Linked DNA regions of Mus musculus: region 1 is linked to region 2. A link is a contact called in public HiChIP or PLAC-seq data. All regions are on one chromosome and are shown on one strand. The core of a region is the stretch at or near the end of the contact, and the rest is flanking DNA. Distances in the headings are between cores, read along the strand shown.

The links. HiChIP or PLAC-seq counts read pairs in DNA pulled down with a chosen protein or histone mark.
Region 1: a contact with region 2 is called in a CTCF HiChIP or PLAC-seq map of the NIH/3T3 cell line, with 5 read pairs. The contact joins two enhancer-like sites. A contact is called at or near these places in 1 of 15 datasets of contacts at CTCF or cohesin (the NIH/3T3 cell line) and 1 of 115 datasets of contacts at active chromatin or transcription factors (bone marrow-derived macrophages).

What each region holds. Positions count from the first base shown.
Region 1 is chr11:70,863,360-70,867,085 of GRCm38.p6, reverse strand. All of the region lies in intron 1 of Rabep1 (rabaptin, RAB GTPase binding effector protein 1), which reads right to left. Among named protein-coding and RNA genes, the nearest start is that of Rabep1, 20 kb to the right of the region's middle. Within about 2 kb of position 1,260, at least 12 of the 459 cell types and tissues checked have an H3K27ac peak or open chromatin away from gene starts, as enhancers often do. A contact at or near this core is called in the NIH/3T3 cell line and bone marrow-derived macrophages, where this site is marked.
Region 2 is chr11:70,578,498-70,581,737 of GRCm38.p6, reverse strand. The region is part of intron 1 of Mink1 (misshapen-like kinase 1 (zebrafish)); the gene reads right to left. Among named protein-coding and RNA genes, the nearest start is that of Mink1, 17 kb to the right of the region's middle. Within about 2 kb of position 1,612, at least 132 of the 459 cell types and tissues checked have an H3K27ac peak or open chromatin away from gene starts, as enhancers often do. A contact at or near this core is called in the NIH/3T3 cell line and bone marrow-derived macrophages, where this site is marked.

The DNA of each region.
Region 1 (3,726 bases), core at 11-2,510, 290 kb before region 2:
AAATGAGAACTAGTGTTAATCTGACCTACAATTCCAGGTACACTTCAAGGCAAATGGCTATGATGGTAATCAGTAACAAAAGCCTTAAATTTTTATATAACGTTTACATAGGCAATTTCCTTACTAGAAATTTGTCTTTGAGAAGATATCATGGAAATATGTGTAAAGATTTCATTCCAGAAGTATTAATGACTGCAGAACAGTTGAAACTCTAAAACATCAGTGAATTATGACTAAGGTATTCCCCCTCTCTGTCTATAGTCTCACTTACCATAGTTTCCAATACCAGTGGTCAAAGTATAACAGTTAAAATACCAGAAATAATTCATAAGTTTTAAAGTGTACATTTTGAGCAGCATAAAGAATTCACATCCTCCCACCCCAGCCTATACAGGATATGAATCATCTTTGTCCCCCCTATTCACACAATATATGCTACTCACTGGTAACTTGCTAGCTACTGTCACATGCTTCTGCTCATGGAACCTTTAATTTACTTAATAATTGTGTTAAAGCATAAAGTAGTAATGCTAACAATTTATGGAAGTGAAAGGGAAGCAGTAGAATGCTTCTTTTAGACAAAAGATTAAAGTACAAAGAGATATTCTGAGAGCTAGAGACTACATTCGCCCCAACTATTACATTTATCCAATTATTACAAAACATAATTATAGTGTTTTATAATATTATTGACCTCATACTGTGCCTAATTTGTATTTTATCATAGGTACATATGCATATGGAAAAAGCATAAAATATGTGGGGCTCAGTATTACCCATGGTTTCAGATCCATCTGGGGTCTTGGAATGTGTCACCCATAGATAAGGATCTGCAGTGCCTAACAACAGAAAATCCACAAAATACACTACCTACCTTAATTCAAGATGAAACCTGAATGTGAACACAACAAATTCTACCAATCAAAAAGAAATAAGTATTTCCTATACTAAACTGTCAAGAATAGAATAAATTCCAATTTGTGTTTCCAAATTAGTATAGCCATGGTAACAAAGTCTAATAAAATATCAAAATAAAAAACTATGCCAATCTCAAGAGCATAACTGCAAAGATTTGCAAATCAAATGTAGCTACATACTAGAATATCAAACCAACAAAATTATCTAGAGTTTATCTCATATATGCTAGAGCTATATAGCATTAGAAAATCCATTAGTATAATTCATTTTGTTGAACAGTTCAAACATATGTGAGATAGCACCACAAATTACAAAGGGAAGTGAAGCCATTAAGGAAATTTCTTTTAAAAAACAGAATTACCAAACAGGATGATTCACATGCCTGACGTTGGCAAATGTAATGAAGTAAACAGCAAAAGATCAAAAAGAACAAATATACCCCCAAATCAAAGCTGTTTTCTTTTTCCTACAGGAGAGAGGAAAAAAACAAACAAACATAGCAGTAACCAGGTCCCCAGAAGAAAGTAGAAAATAGGAGTGTGGGTCACTGACATGTCTGAGAAGACAAATAGCATTTCTTGAGGTGTACACACAAAAACCGAACCCTTTACATTTTAAACCACTAGAAATTGTTTTTCCAATTAATCTCAGATGAAAGTAGTCATAACTGGCAACAAAAGAAGGCTTGGGCTGAGGCAGGAGAATCAGCAGTTCCATAACAAACCACCACAGCTGAAAAAGTAAAAGTACAGTAACAGCTGGGATTGTAGAGCGATAGCAGGCTTGCCCAGCATGTGTGAGACCCTTGGTTTTAATGCCAGAACTGCAAAACAAACAAAACAACTAATAGACATACACATGCCTGCATATAGTTACATATATATATAAAAGTTCATTTCTACATTTTGTTTTCTATGGGCAATAAGAATTTTATCTAAAATTATTAAATATTGTTAAGAAAGAAAAATAACTTGATATATATTCTAACTTAATAAACAGCTCACAGATGCTGGAGAGATGGCTCAGTGGTTAAGAGCACTGACTGATCTTCCGAAGGTCCTGAGTTCAAATCCCAGCAACCACCCATAATGAGATCTGACCATCTCTTCTGAAGACAGCTACAGTGTACTTACATATAACAATAAATAAATCTTAAAAAACAGCTCACAAAGAAACAATAAGGTTGGATATGGTAGCATACACCTTTAATCCCAGTACTTGGGAGGGAATTTTGTTTGTTTGTTTTGATTTTGTTTTTCAAGATGGAGTTCCTTGTATACATAGCCTTGGCTGTCCTGGAACTAGCTCTGTAGACCAGGCTGTCCTTGAACTCAAAGATCCAACTGCCCCTGCCTCCCAAATGCTGGGATTAAAGACCAACACTACCAAGCCCAGCTTCTACTCAACTTTCATTTACTCAACTTAGAAGCAGAAATGAAACTACCTTTAAAAAGATTAAAAGGATTACTTTTTTTGTTGTTGTTGTTGTTTTTCAAGAAAGGGTTTCTCTGTGTAGCCCTGGCTGTCCTAGAACTCACTCTGTAGACCAGGCTAGCCTCGAACTCAGAAATCCACCTGCCTCTGCCTCCCAAGTGCTGGGATTAAAGGCATGCGATACCACTGCCAGGCTAAAAGGATTACCTAATATAAGTAATATATTTAACTTGATACAGTAAAGGTAAAGAGCTAGAAAGCTGGCTCAATGAGAGAGCACACTGCTCTTGCAGATAGGAGCTCAATTCTTAGTACCCAGTTCTGGTGGCTCACAACCTCCTATAACTCCAGCTCCCTGGAGCCAATGCCCTCTTCTGGCCTTCACAGGTGCCTACACTTAGAAGTGTACATACACAGATTCACTAAGATTTTTAAAAAAAAAGATCCAAACTTGAACAAAGAAAAAAACCCTGGTTTGTCTTTCTTAGTTTATAATTCAATGAAAACACTTTACCTTCTTATACACATTAACTGGGAGTCAAACCTGGACCCCTACCTAGTACATGGTATTTTTAAGTGTTGTATTGCACAAGAAAGATAAAGTGGAAAAAAACATATGTGTTCGTACTGAATTTTATCTGAATGAGTAAATACTCAAAAATAGCCAAGAAAATTTTCAAATGATTGATGAAGGACATCTGGCTCTTTAAATACTAAAACATTACAGAAAAAAATAATAAATAAAACTATGGAGTACAACTATAGAATTGTCAGCTGAATAACAACACTAATACTGGACTAATCACTGCAGAATGCAAAAACAATAGCCAGCCATTTATCTGATTCCTTACATCAAAATAAAAACCTCACTGTAATCAAATATTTAAAAGTAAACACTAGAAAATAGCAGGCAGAACATAAACCTCAATGCCCCAAAGAAAAACCCTGGTAACTGAGTCACATAAAACTGAAAATGCTTCTACTCCCATTTTCAGATCCTGGATGGTTTTGTTCAATTCCTTCACCTGTTTGGTTGTGTTTTCCTGTAGTTCTTTAAGGGATTTTTGTTTTTCTTTTTTAAGGGCTTCTACCTGTTTACCTGTGTTCTCCTGTATTTCTTTAAGGGGGTTATTAATGTCCTTCTTAAAACCCTCTACCAGCATCATGAGATATGATTTTAAATCCAAATCTTGCTTTTCTGATGTTAGGGTATCCAAGACTCTCTGTGTTGGGAGTACTGGGTTCTGATGATGCCAAGTAGTCTTGGTTTCTGTTGGTAAGATTCTTATCACCTTTCACCATCTGGTAATCTCTGGTGTTCCGTGTTCTAGCTATCTCTGGCTGGAACTTGTTCCTTCTGTCATAGGTAGATAT
Region 2 (3,240 bases), core at 363-2,862:
CGGGGCTGTTCCTCAGTTCGTAGGGCGCTCCCCTGGCATATAGTAAGCCCTGGGCTCGATTCCCAGCACCCCAGAACACCAGGCAGATGGTGTCATCTGCCTGTAACCCCAGCACTCAGCAAGTAGGAGGATCAGACTCTCCAGACCATCTCAGAAACCGTGTAAGCCAGCCTAGTCTATTCAAGACCCTGCCTCCAGAGAAGGAGGGAGAAAAACAAGGGTCTCTAAAAGTAATGGGGGGCAGGGAGGGAGGTCATAGATAAGTATTACCTGAAAGCAGATTTTTTTTTTTAAGAGGAGGAGACCGTTCTTATAGTTGGCAAAACCCAAGTAGTAACAAGAGAGTAAGACCATGCACTCAGGAGGGCAGGAAGAGATGACGCTCAGACTTTCTGGAGAACAGATTTAAAGAAATGAGCAGCCCTGTGACGTGGCACATGCCTGCTATCCCAGCTACTCAGGAAACTGAGGCAGGAAGAACACATGCTCACGGCCTTTGTGAGCAACTTGTGACCCTGTCTCAAATAAGAAGGGGCTGGCAATGTAGCTCAGTGGGAAGGACAGAAGGTAAAAACCCTTCCCCTCTTCAGACAACAGCTTCCTGGAAGGTACTGAAGTGTTAAGAAGATGCTGAAAGGCAAGCCTTTGTAGCTGGTGCAGAAAGGAAGTCAGAAGCACAGGATGCAATGATAGCTGGGCACATCCTTTAACCTCACACTGCCACCCCATCTCTTCTCACAAGAATTCACAGATGGAAAAACATCTTCAAGTCCATAACATGCTACAAATTTGCATGAGTCACTGTAAGAATCGACCCCCACAGAACAGAGAATCTGTGGCAAGAGGTGGTTTTCTAAGACAGTCGATGTTTCTAGCATTCAAGAGTGAAAAGGAGCAGCTTAGGAGAAAAAGAGAATGAGTGGAACTAAGAGGCAGGAGAGAGAGAGAAAGAGAAAGAGAAAGGAGGGGGGGAGAGAGAGGGAGAGAAAGAGGGGGGAGGAAGGGGGGAGAGAAAGAAGGGGAGGAAGAGAGAGGGAGAGAGGGAGACAGAGGGGGGGAGGGGAAAGAGAGGGAGGGAGGGAGGGAGGGAGGTAGGGAGAAGGTTGTGTTCCAGTGGGGAAGGGAAGGCCTAGAAGCAGGAAGGAAGCAGGCAGGAGACACCGGCCCATTCACTCTGGCAGCTACCAAGCTGACAGAGGAGGACTACAGCAGTAACGGAGGAGGACTACAGCAGTAATCAGGGGTTGGGTAACGGAGGAGGACTACAGCAGTAATCAGGGGTTGGGTAATAACAAGGCTTCTTTCTCCCTGCCGATTTCCAGCCGCAGCACAAACAAATCATTACTCCTCATTGCCAGCCTCCTACTGTTGAATCAGGTGTCCACAGAGCCAAGGAAGAGACCTGTGGCCCATCTTAGCTCTATATTGCTTCTAGTTATACAAGAAGTCCAACAGGATGCCATAAGAAAGGGTAAGAAAAAAAAACTATAGAAATGAGCAGCTGCGTCTGGTGGCACACGCCTGTCATCCCAGCTACTCAGGAGATCGAGGCAGGCGGAGCACACACACTCATGGCCTGTGTGGGCAACTTGTGGCCCTGTCTCAAACAGGAAGTAAAGGGGCTGGGGATGTAGTTCAGTGGGAAAGCACTTGCCTACTAACATAGAAGGCCCAGGCACCACTGGAGACAGAAAGGTGAGGCCAGATGAAAAGAGCACCCCCTACCCCACCCTACCCCACCCCAGACAGACAGCGGCCTACTGAAGGCTCTAAAGTGTTCAGAGGCCGACAAAGAAAACCAAGAACTGAGCACAGAGTGCCAGGCTGAGTCAGGGGAAGAAGAGCGGGCGGAGGGTAGGGACAGCAGGGTGTGGAAAATGACTGTCTGAATCACAGAGTTAGAAAGAAGGCCAGGGTTACTCTCTACAGGGTGGAGACCAGGTAGTCCTGGCTCCACCAAGAACCAAGCCAGAAAAAAAAAAAATCGCAGCTAAAGGGAGCTGGGTATGGAGGAACTTCCTGACCAGCAGGATGGAACCAGCACAGCCACCCAACTTTTCACCAGGCCTGGCTCTCCACTTTGCCTAAGAAACCTCCTCGGACCCCTCTCACACCAACTCCAAGTCAGTTCATGTATTCACTCACCAAACATCGATCAGCAGATAAGGCACTTGCTTCGATAGCCTGCTAACCGGGAACATATGTAAAAGTGCAAGGTAAACAAGGAGATCTTCCACATGTGTGCCATGGCACGCATACTCCTACCTACACCCACACCCACCCCTACACCCACACCCACCCCTACACACACACACACCCCTACAGACACACATACACACACTCACCTCATTAAACATCAAGTGCCTAAGGCTGAGGGTGTACCTCATCTGGGAGTGTGCTTGCCTAACACGCATGAAGCCTACACGCATGGAGCATGTTCTATCCTCAGCATCTCATAAAACTGCAAGAAGTGGACACACCTGTGATCTCAGCACTCAAGTGGTAAAGGCAGAAAGAGCAGAAGTTCAAGGTCACCCAGATGCATCACAAGTTAAAGCTAGCCTGTTCTTACACGGGAAGCAGAGTAGAGAGCTGGCTCTGCAGTTCTAAGCTGGCTGCTCTTGCAGAACATGCTTTGTTCCTAGCAACCACACTCTCCACACTCACACTCACCTGTAACGCCAGCTCCAGGGGTTCCCAAGCCCTGTTCTGACTCTGCGAGCTCCTATCGTGTGTAAGAATCACATACATACATGCAGGCAAACATACAGATAAAATAAAACTTTTGTTTTTAATGAAATAGCTGGGAAGCGAAGGTGTTAGTGACTAGAACGTGACAGGTAATACAGAATAGAGAGCCCTCCCCTCAGGGAGCTTACAGTCTACTTGACAAGGCATCTACTCGAGAAGGCATCTACTGAAGGAAGATACAGTTAGTTACACAGCTATAAGTCCTAAAGAAAGGGGACTGGGTACTATGACAGACCAATAGGGAAGGAAAGCCAGCAAAGGACATGATATTTAAGCTGAAGCCACAGGGACAGTAAGTTAACCCAGCCAAGGATACAGGGGAGCCAAATATGCTCGCTAGCCAGCCCTCAGTCTGTACGTTACAGAAAGCTCTTGCTGCATGTTTATACAGAAGCCCTGCCTCTCACATCCCAAGTGTATCCCCACCAGACTGCCCCCCCCCCCCCCGTGAGTGCTTCCTCTGGGTGGGCCCATAGTTTTCACAAAAGC